Regions from separate parts of the Zea mays genome. Here region 2 is linked to region 1. The links are chromatin contacts, called in public Hi-C maps. All regions are on one chromosome and are shown on one strand. Each heading gives the region's core, a stretch centred on a gene start, on an enhancer-like site or on the middle of the called end of the contact. The rest is flanking DNA. Distances are from core to core; before and after follow the strand shown. Region 1 holds the start of LOC100273896. Region 2 holds the start of LOC100282953 (40S ribosomal protein S17-like).

Region 1 (4,776 bases), core at 342-2,841:
TGCATGTGAGAGCCCATTTGGTTGAAACGCAACTGACAAGATCTAGAACTGGTCGCTGCTACAGATGCCACCCAACGCAAAATCTTAGGATCAGATGGTCTAGAGAGCCAGAAATAGAGAGCTCGGGAAAGCTTGTTGAGGCGATTGAAAGCTCCATGGACCATTGCATTTCCAGAAGAAGAGATCTTCCTATGATGTCTTAAAGAAGTACCCAGCACTGTACCGGCTTGTGAAAACAAATTCAATCCAAGATCATGAGACATTGAAAACTCTGGTTGGAACTCGTATGGGTATACCCTATGTATATCAACATGGGATGTAATCAACTGATTGGGCTTCATTGTGAAATACCCTTCCAAAACACAGGGTTCTGAATGAAGGAGGTCTTTACATCAAGGTTGGGAATGTATGCCAACAAAAAATTAATGATCTGCCAATTGGAACAAAGTAAGCTAAATCAGATGCACAAGTTTTTACAGTATGAAGGTACAAGGAAATGGCGCATATAATGTCAAACGAAATGTTTCACATAAGTTGCTGGAAATAACGCTATAAATATGAATTACAATTCAGCCTAGCTCTTGCTACTTTTCAGACCAGACAATGATTAATAAGATATATACACAATAAAAAGATTTAGAGGAACCAACTTGAATTCTGGCATAGTTGATATGCAATATAGTCTCTCTGTCTAAACAGATCTTAATAACAATAGAAGCCAGAAAAATCCCTTTTGTCGACCAAACTAATCACACGAACCTATCACCAAAGCACAATGTGTGTTTACATGTTATCAGGCATATATACAGCTTTTTTACGAACATAGTGGCAATTCAAAGATTCAATCTAAATTCCAATTCAAGCCGACAGTTATGCAAGCCAAGCGGATATGTTTCGTCTAGGACCTAAATCCCTCAAAGCTGTCAACAACCACCCTTCACTTTCAGACATGAAATAGGAGCGAGCAACAAGTATTTTATTTAATTGCGCTAACTAGTATTCGAACTCAAGACCTCTGTCTCTGATATACCATAATAAGTTGCATACATCAACCAATCTAACCCAAAAGATTAAGCTGATAGAAAGGGTGGACAATTCAATTATATTTCTACACTCATGATCAGCAATCCTGCCTAAAAGCATGCAATTTTATAGCAGCAGACCAACAACGAGCCACTGAAACCACCCGCATTCACAATTTCACATACGGGGAATCACAAACCGAGCATCACCGAATGAAAAGCTGGAGCCATCACCAAACCTGTCGAGTCCAGATCGGCCGGAGGGGGAGACCGCGGCAAGAACAGGCGGAGGAGAAGAAGAGGCAGGCAGGGAATACCGCCTGCGATCCACGCCTCGCTTGCTCGATCCCTCGGCGAATGGATTGGTGCGGGTTCGAGCGCCGGACTAATCGACGCAGGCCAAACCCAAATCTATCCGGAGGAAATGGGGAGGCGGAAAGGAACTGCTCTCCGGAATTTTCCTTTTGCCTCCCCAAATCCGATTGCGCCCGCCGGCTCGCCGCGCCCTCGCCTCCCGTCCCTCCCGTGGGGTGAGAGGCGAAGAACGCGTGCTCGTGCTCCGACGTTTGCTTCCTCCTCCTCACCGTGGGGTGAGACGTACGGAAGGTGAAATAGGGCCGGTAGCTTCCCTCCTGTAACTTTCCCCCGGGTGGCCACGCAAAAATTTCTATTTTTATACGCCGTCCTCCTCTCGTTCGAGTCTGGATCCGTTTTGGACAAGAGAACCGTAGGAGGTCGAGAGTGTTAACGGAGCAGACCGTTCGGGGAAGGTGCTGGAGCCTGGAGCTGGACCGGGAACCACGTGAATATTCCGCGGGATGATCGGACGGTCGCCAGAGGCTGAGCGACCGCTGGTTGGACGGCCGTGACGGTTGATGTGACGTGCGCGGTAAATTTTTGCGCGTCCACCGCGGAGAGAAACACGGACGTCGGCTGAGACACGTTTAAAATGAACCGGTTTTTTGCTTCGACCACGTGGACAAAGGTCCAAAGCTTTCGCCGGTTTGACATTCATCAGTTTTTTGGAAAGGATATGGGACGCGTGGACCTACGCAAGTCCTGCTACGGATGGTTCAAATGAATACGTGGGAGAAAAATACAATAATTAGCGAGGACGTGTTTGAATGCATTAGAGATAATAGTTAGTTGGCTAAAAATTAATATTAAAATTACCTAGCTAACAAATAGATAGCTAACTATTAAATAATTTGCTAAAAATAGCTAAAAGTTGAACTATTAGTTAAACTGTTCGGATGTCTCAACTAATTTTAGCAGCTAATTATTAGTTCTCAACTAATTTTAACAACTAATTATTAGTTCTAGTACATTCAAATACCTCTTATTGTTAAGTGTGCAATCAAACCATTCAGAGTATCTATTTCAAATCTGATAATATATATCATCTTTATATTTCTACCTACTAACAAAGAGGTACTCCCTCCATCCCAAAATATAAGTCATTCAAGATTTTTGGAGAGTTAAAGTTTGTAGTAGCATCAATTTCATCATACCATTCAGTGAATTTCATGTCACCTCCAACTAGGGATGGAAACGGTCGGTAAACACTAAAACCATTACTGTTTTCATATTTTTTATCGAAAACAAAATTGAAAACGGTAACTCCGGAAACGGAAATAATATCGGTATTTCGGAAACATCGGAAACGAAAGTTTGGTGCGGAAAATACACCGGTAACAGCCGAAATCTAAAATACGATCGGTAAACATATCAAACTTCACAATACAACAAAGTTGACAAAAGATCACAAAGACCACAAGTTCACAATTCATGATATAACAAGTTCATAATATAACAAGTTCACAAGGATCACAAATTTATAATATAAAAGTTTACAAAGATAACAAGTTCACAATATAACAAGTTCCCAGTATAACAAGTTCATAAAGATCACAAGTTCACAGACTCAAAGTTCACAATTCACAATATCCACTCGATCTAGCTGACATGGCATGCTTACTTATGAAATATTTTTTCCTCACATAAAGAGTTTTTTCACAACCTCACAGGAAAACCCTAAAACCTAGTGTGTGGAAAAGACAGACTGTTGGCTCTCTATCATTATATATTACTAATACATAACATATGTATAGTAAAGGGTGGATTCGTTCAAGAGACCAAATCGTTAATCACAACTACCTTCCAACACCATCTATCCCAAAAAAAATCTTAAGGAATCCAAAAAATACAAAAAAAGTAATCCTTATCTAGAGACGTACAGGCGATGCGAAAAATCACATGCTGGAAAATTCCGAAAAATCTAAGACACAATTCCGAAAAATTTTGAGAGACAATTCCGGAAAATTCCGAGACCCAAATCTGGTAATTTCCGACAAAAATAGGTAACCGAAGGAAACGGTCAGTAAAATACCACGCCGATTCCGATAGAAAAATCCGAAAACCGATTCCGTTTCCGAAAAATACCGTTACTGGTGAATCTGGTCGAAAAATTTCGAAATCGGTTTCCGGAATACCGAAAAATACCGAAACTGTTTTCATCCCTACCTCCAGCACTAGGCAAGCCCAATATGGGGCGAATAGTCTCTTTTGTAATTTTCAATTCTTTTCCTGGACCTAGGCGTATTGTCATGTCATTTGGGTCAAGCTTGTCCATCAACCCCCTGATAAGGGATCTGCTCTCTAATGCATCAGTTCGCATATCAAAAATGCTTTGGAATCCCTTCCTGTTGGGGGTATGCTTCGTACCCGAAGATCCTAAAGAAATAAACACCTTCGACAGATCCTCTCCAGAGCAGCGCCAAAGCTATCGACTATAAAGCTTCGGCACAGTGACATGTCTCAAGACGAAGGGGTGAACCGACTTAAAGATGAAATGACTTAAAGACCCATGACATCCTGTGTCATTATTGTAGTTCACTGTAAAGGGCATAAATGTAATTATACACAGGCTGCGCCCTGTGCCTATAAATAGGTGAACAGTACCTCTGTACTGTTCACGCTCTCCGGTAATCACGCATTGGCCATTTGCTTTTGCTTCACGCTGGTATTTTTGCTTTTCTTCAAGTCGAAGGTACATTTGTAATTTGTTAACATTTCCATAATAATGAAATAGAAATGAGTTAATAATAATAATGTGTTTATATTATTTTTTCATACTTTACAAACCCTTCTTCATTATTTGTTGCGATTATGAAGGTATGTCCTTCATAACCTTCGTCTGGAATCCATTATATCCCAAGGAAAATAATGCTTCGGAGGACGAAGGACTATAACATTTAACAATTTCTGTGTTGCCTTGTCAGGGATGAAAGTGGTAATCCGAACTGTTATAACAAATTTAATATTTTAAAATAGGTATGTATAAAATTTGATGTTGATTTTTTCTTATGTTATCAAGCACATTAGTACAAATATGAATAAAATATTATATAAGTTGTTTTACGTATTATTTGCTCCATACAACACAAAAAGTTGAAAAAATTACCGAATTTGTTTCCGAATCCATACCGAAGTTTATATCTATTATTTGAAAAAATGTAGGATGAATTTGAGGTTTACCTTTTATGAATCTTAACAAACTAGATGTTAAAAACAAGAATACAAATTTGTATTGTATATTCTATATCCTATTTATTCGCAATTAAAGAAAAAACTGATTACCGAATAAATACCGTTTCCGACCGTTTTCATCCCTATGCCTTGTTCTTAATTTATAGCAGTAAGAACAAGTCCCCAACATTGGCGCCCACCTCCGGTGAACTCACATCCACTTGCT
Region 2 (4,628 bases), core at 1,625-4,124, 290 kb after region 1:
AGTGGCAACATCTCATGCTAAGTTACCAAAGCATGTGCGAAGAATATGTCAATCACAGACCAAACCACTCATGGTGTGTTTGGTTTGATAAATCAAAACATCCAAACTACATCCAAATGAGGTGGTGAGATTAACTCATATTAGTACTAACTAACTAACTGAGGAATAAGGTGGTGATGGATTAACTAGGTGGTGATGGATTAACTTATTTCATTCCACAAACCAAACAAAAAAAGTGAGGAGCGAGAAGATGATGGATTAACTTATTTATCAAACCAAACAGTCCATTAACTTTAGCATAACAGGTAAGTTGAACTCTCAATCACAACAGAAGCAACAAAAGTTCTAACACTGTTCTACATGTTTTACTTCCCATAATGAAGCAAACAATAGGAACCATACAAAATGCAAGTTTGGCAAAATCAAATGTTTTCTGACGCAACTTGTGTTATTATTAATTCCATAATTACTACCTCACCCAGCCCTTCGACGATCATCTTTGGTTCCTCTAGTCTGCGCCCCCCCCCCAAAATATATATATATATATATATATATATATATATATATATATATATATATATATATATATATATATATATATATATATATATATATATATATATATATGAACACCTACACTGTACCCAAATAATAAACGGTGGAACAGATTGAACTAAGAATCCAGAGGACCCGAATGCTACCACACCGAGTGGAGTACTGGAGTCTAAAAACTAAGGCAACCGTTCCCAGCGAGAGTCTAGTTCCAACCTGAAGCCAGTGAGACAGGTCTCACCTACCAAACCTGCCCAGAGGAGCACCTCTTTTCAATTCTTGCTGGATAAAATGAATTATGAGGCTTGTTGATATAAAAATGGGCGATAGTTTTCCATCAGTCCAGAACAGGCAGGCCCCCCATTGTCATATTCAACATCTGCTGGCCAACAGAAATGAAGGCAGCAGGTTATTTCACATGTATGCCTTGTGAAACTAATGAGGCCGAGATTCACAAAAAAAATCTAGAAGGTGTCCAAAATACAGCATCACTACACATAAATTTCAGTGATCAAAGAAAACAGGTGGATAAAATTACAATTAGGATTGATTTGGTGACAAGGGGATCACGGGTCACCAAATCAGCCCTTAGAGCTAATGAACTAATTTCTCCCCCAATCCCCTCCAACCCTGTGATCCCTGGTCACCAAATCAGCCCTTAGAGCTAGTTTATAACTCAAATCCCCTCCGGGATTGGAAGGGATTGAGGGGAAAATAATCCTAGAGAGGATTTGAATTTCAAAACTAGCCCTTATAGATTTAAGAAGCAGCAAGTTGAACAATATTAATAAAAAACAGTAGAAACATTCTACAACAACATCTACTGACGAGGCTTTGTGTGGTTACATTAACAAATTCTCAAATCAAAGTACTAATAAACATTCCATTGAATATACTTCAAACGTATGCTACAAAGAAGGACAGAGAAAAGCACATATAATTCAATTCGCATGACATACAAACAAACAATATATATTGGTATTCAAGGGAAAAATCACTTTATCGTTGTTCTAACAGATCACTATTTACTTCTATATCATAGGAACGTTTCAGCCTTTAACAATGAGTTTAAAACCAAGTTATTTAAACAACTACATCAATAGAACACAATTAAAACAAGCCAAGTTTCCTATAGAAACAAAGAAATGAATAGACCACACAGTGCTGACAACATGGAGGACAAGAATACGACAAATATGAAAGTGAAAAATGCTATAATCTGAAGTTGTTGTAATGCTACAGAGTAAACCCAATTTCAAGTAATAAAGAAAGAGTTCAGTAGAGGCTAACAGATATTGCCAATTCAGTACACTAAAAATGTACTAGTTGAATTGAAAATGCATAGCTAAAGTTTCATTGGATTGATAAGACTTCATCGACCGACCCAGATCATATTGGCTCTAGCTAACAGCCAAACATCTAGGCAGCATTGAACTGTATAGCAAATGAATGAAAATAAAAAGAAATTTAATCTGCACAGTACACAATGAACCTAACAGCAACACCAAATTTGAATTACATTTAAAAGCATGCAGCATAGATACAAATCCCTATGTCGCATGCACATATTCAAGATAACTAGCAGTCAAATAAAAAAATATGAGCATCTCATAGTAACTTATAAAGCGCAAGAATATAAATTATCATGTTCATCACACGCAGAACCAAACACTTCAGAATTTATACCATAACAGGCAAGTTCAAAACTTAACCGCCACAGATGCAACCAAAGATCTAAAAGAAGTTTAGCATAGTAGGACAACAACTACGAATAGCAGTGCGATCAAGAGGCAACCACCGCGAAGTCTAAACGCGGTCACGGCGGGGACCACCGTACTGCGGGCGGCCGTAGGCGGGGGCGTTGGAGACCTCAGCCTGGCGCTCAACGCCGGGCAGGTCGGCCATGCCGAGGGCAGCGAGCATCTCCATGGTCTCCTTGTCGACGCGGATCTCTTCGACCTCGAGCGCGGACTTCTCCGGCACGAAGTCCATGCGGCGCTCGCGCTCCTCCTCCTGCAGCTTGAGCGAGATGCCGCGGACTGGGCCGCGCTGGATGCGGCGCATCAGGTGGGTACTGAAGCCAGCCACCTTGTTGCGGAGGCGCTTCGAGGGCAGAATCGAGACCTCCTCGAGCACCTTCTTGTTGGTGTGGAAGTCGAGGGTCATGCGGGAGTAGTACTTCTCGATCACCTGCCTGGAGGTCTTCTTCACGGTCTTGGTGCGGACGCGACCCATGGTGGCTGCGGCGGCGGCGCGCTGGGGCAGGTGGCGGTGGCGGCGGCGGCGGCTGGGGTAGGCTTGGAGGAGAGAGAGTGGAGCTACTTATAGCAGAGGCGGTCGAGTTTGGGCTAGGGTTTCGCTATTTGTTGTGGATCTGAGCTATTCATTTGATATGGGCGGACAGATATAGATGGTGCGAGTGTTGGGCTTTGTTGCCTGGCCTGCTTGTGTCGGAGCTTTGGAATTCTTTTTGGCCCATCAGTTCATACCGGGTTATGTTTGGTTATTTCAATTCTATATATATCAGGGTTTTCGATTTGCTCTCGATCCATATGAATTGAGTGGGATTTGGTGAGTTTAAATCCCAAACAAGTCAAACTTTCTTAATTTTTTTCTAATCTCATACAATCCATGTATAATAGGAATAATCGAATAAGACCTAAATTGTAGTGTATTGGAATAAATAGGGATAGATTTTGACTTACTATGGATTTAAACCAACTCAATATTACGCAATCCATATGGATTAAGGGTGAAACGAATAAGCACCTTGTTCGGTTATTCCAATTTCATGTGGATTGGGGTGGATCGGAGGATTTTGACTTATTATAGATGGGTACAGGTTCACTGTTGATCTCAAGTTTGATCTTTAGATCACTTGAAAGGGGTTGAGTGTAACCCTTAACCAAAAGAGGTCACCACAACGTAGAGTAGGCATTGGCCGAACCACGGTAAAAATCGTTGTGTCACATTTTCCTTTCACTTATTACGATTACTATCTTCTTGGGTTCTCCACTCTCTTGCAATATTGATTCTAAGTTTAATACACATCTTAAAGAAGTAATCAAGAGAAGAGTTCTCTCTCCATCTATCTTCTCATCCTTTGCTAGATTGGAACTGATTTGGATAATCTGCCAAGAAAGTATGTCACCACTTTGCTAGATTCCCATCTAAGTGCATGGATGCTGCCCCATCGTAACCCATAGAGTTGTAGGAATGCTGAAAATGGCGAAGTAAATTGTGACACTTGTCGATCCAAGCAGCATCAAATGAAGGGAACGGCATCTTTGGAAGGATGTGGTGAGGTGAAGTGTCTTTCTTTGACTGTTCATGTGTTGATTTGTGGCGTGTATTGAAGAAGTTTCAGCCTTGTTGACGCTCTCGCCTTTTGCAAGCACATTGGTAAACGGTGCCTCCTCCTCAAAGACCACTGATGAGACAGACCAATACCAACAGATTTTGCTTCGCCCTCAAATTGCCTGAGTGCCAACTGTGACACTCCTTGTCCGATACGCTTGACCGGTTGAGCAATGAACTACCTGCTCTGCGAAGACGAACCTGTTGGAAAATATGCTCGCCACTGGATCCCATCACGCCGCCACCGTATCAATGCTTTTGTCGTTCTGTTCCTTCTGCAATATATTCGTTTCGGTGAGAGAGTGTAAGAGGTTTTACACTCACTAGAGGCTTGTTTGGGTTTAAGACTGACTCCAACAAGATACTTTAAAAGCTTCTGTACCATAATATAGAGGATCAAACGGTTCTCTACGCTCTCTAGCAGTGTCCTCTTAACGATCCTCTATCCATTTGAATAGGACGGGATGGGATGGGACGATCCCTCAAATTAGGTTGTTTGGTTCTGGGTCAAGGGTTGGGACAGTACTATCCTGTGTTGTCCCCTGTTGTCCCTCAAAATTGGAGGGACGAGAGAGGACGTCAGGGGACGATCCCGTCCTAGCTGTCCCACAACCAAACACACCCTAAATTTAGAGGACACTGCTGGATTCTCTATATATAGAGTTTTTCTAGACGACCCTCTATCCATTTGAATACTTAAAATAACTGGTTTAGCAAAA

Evidence for each region. A called contact is a pair of places that touch in the nucleus more often than the background predicts.
Region 2: a contact with region 1 is called in a Hi-C map of ear, with 2.4 times the contacts expected there. The contact joins the promoter of LOC100282953 here to the promoter of LOC100273896 in region 1. A contact is called at or near these places in 2 of 25 Hi-C or Micro-C datasets (ear and tassel).

The regions. Positions count from the first base shown.
Region 1 is chr9:11,369,999-11,374,774 of Zm-B73-REFERENCE-NAM-5.0, forward strand. It overlaps LOC100273896, which reads right to left and starts at 1,592. Exons shown (of 11, transcript NM_001148288.1): 1 at 1,262-1,592; 2 at 1-430. The coding sequence starts at 341.
Region 2 is chr9:11,658,533-11,663,160 of Zm-B73-REFERENCE-NAM-5.0, forward strand. It overlaps LOC100282953 (40S ribosomal protein S17-like), which reads right to left and starts at 2,875. Exons shown (of 1, transcript NM_001291552.2): 1 at 2,201-2,875. The coding sequence starts at 2,787. The coding sequence ends at 2,359.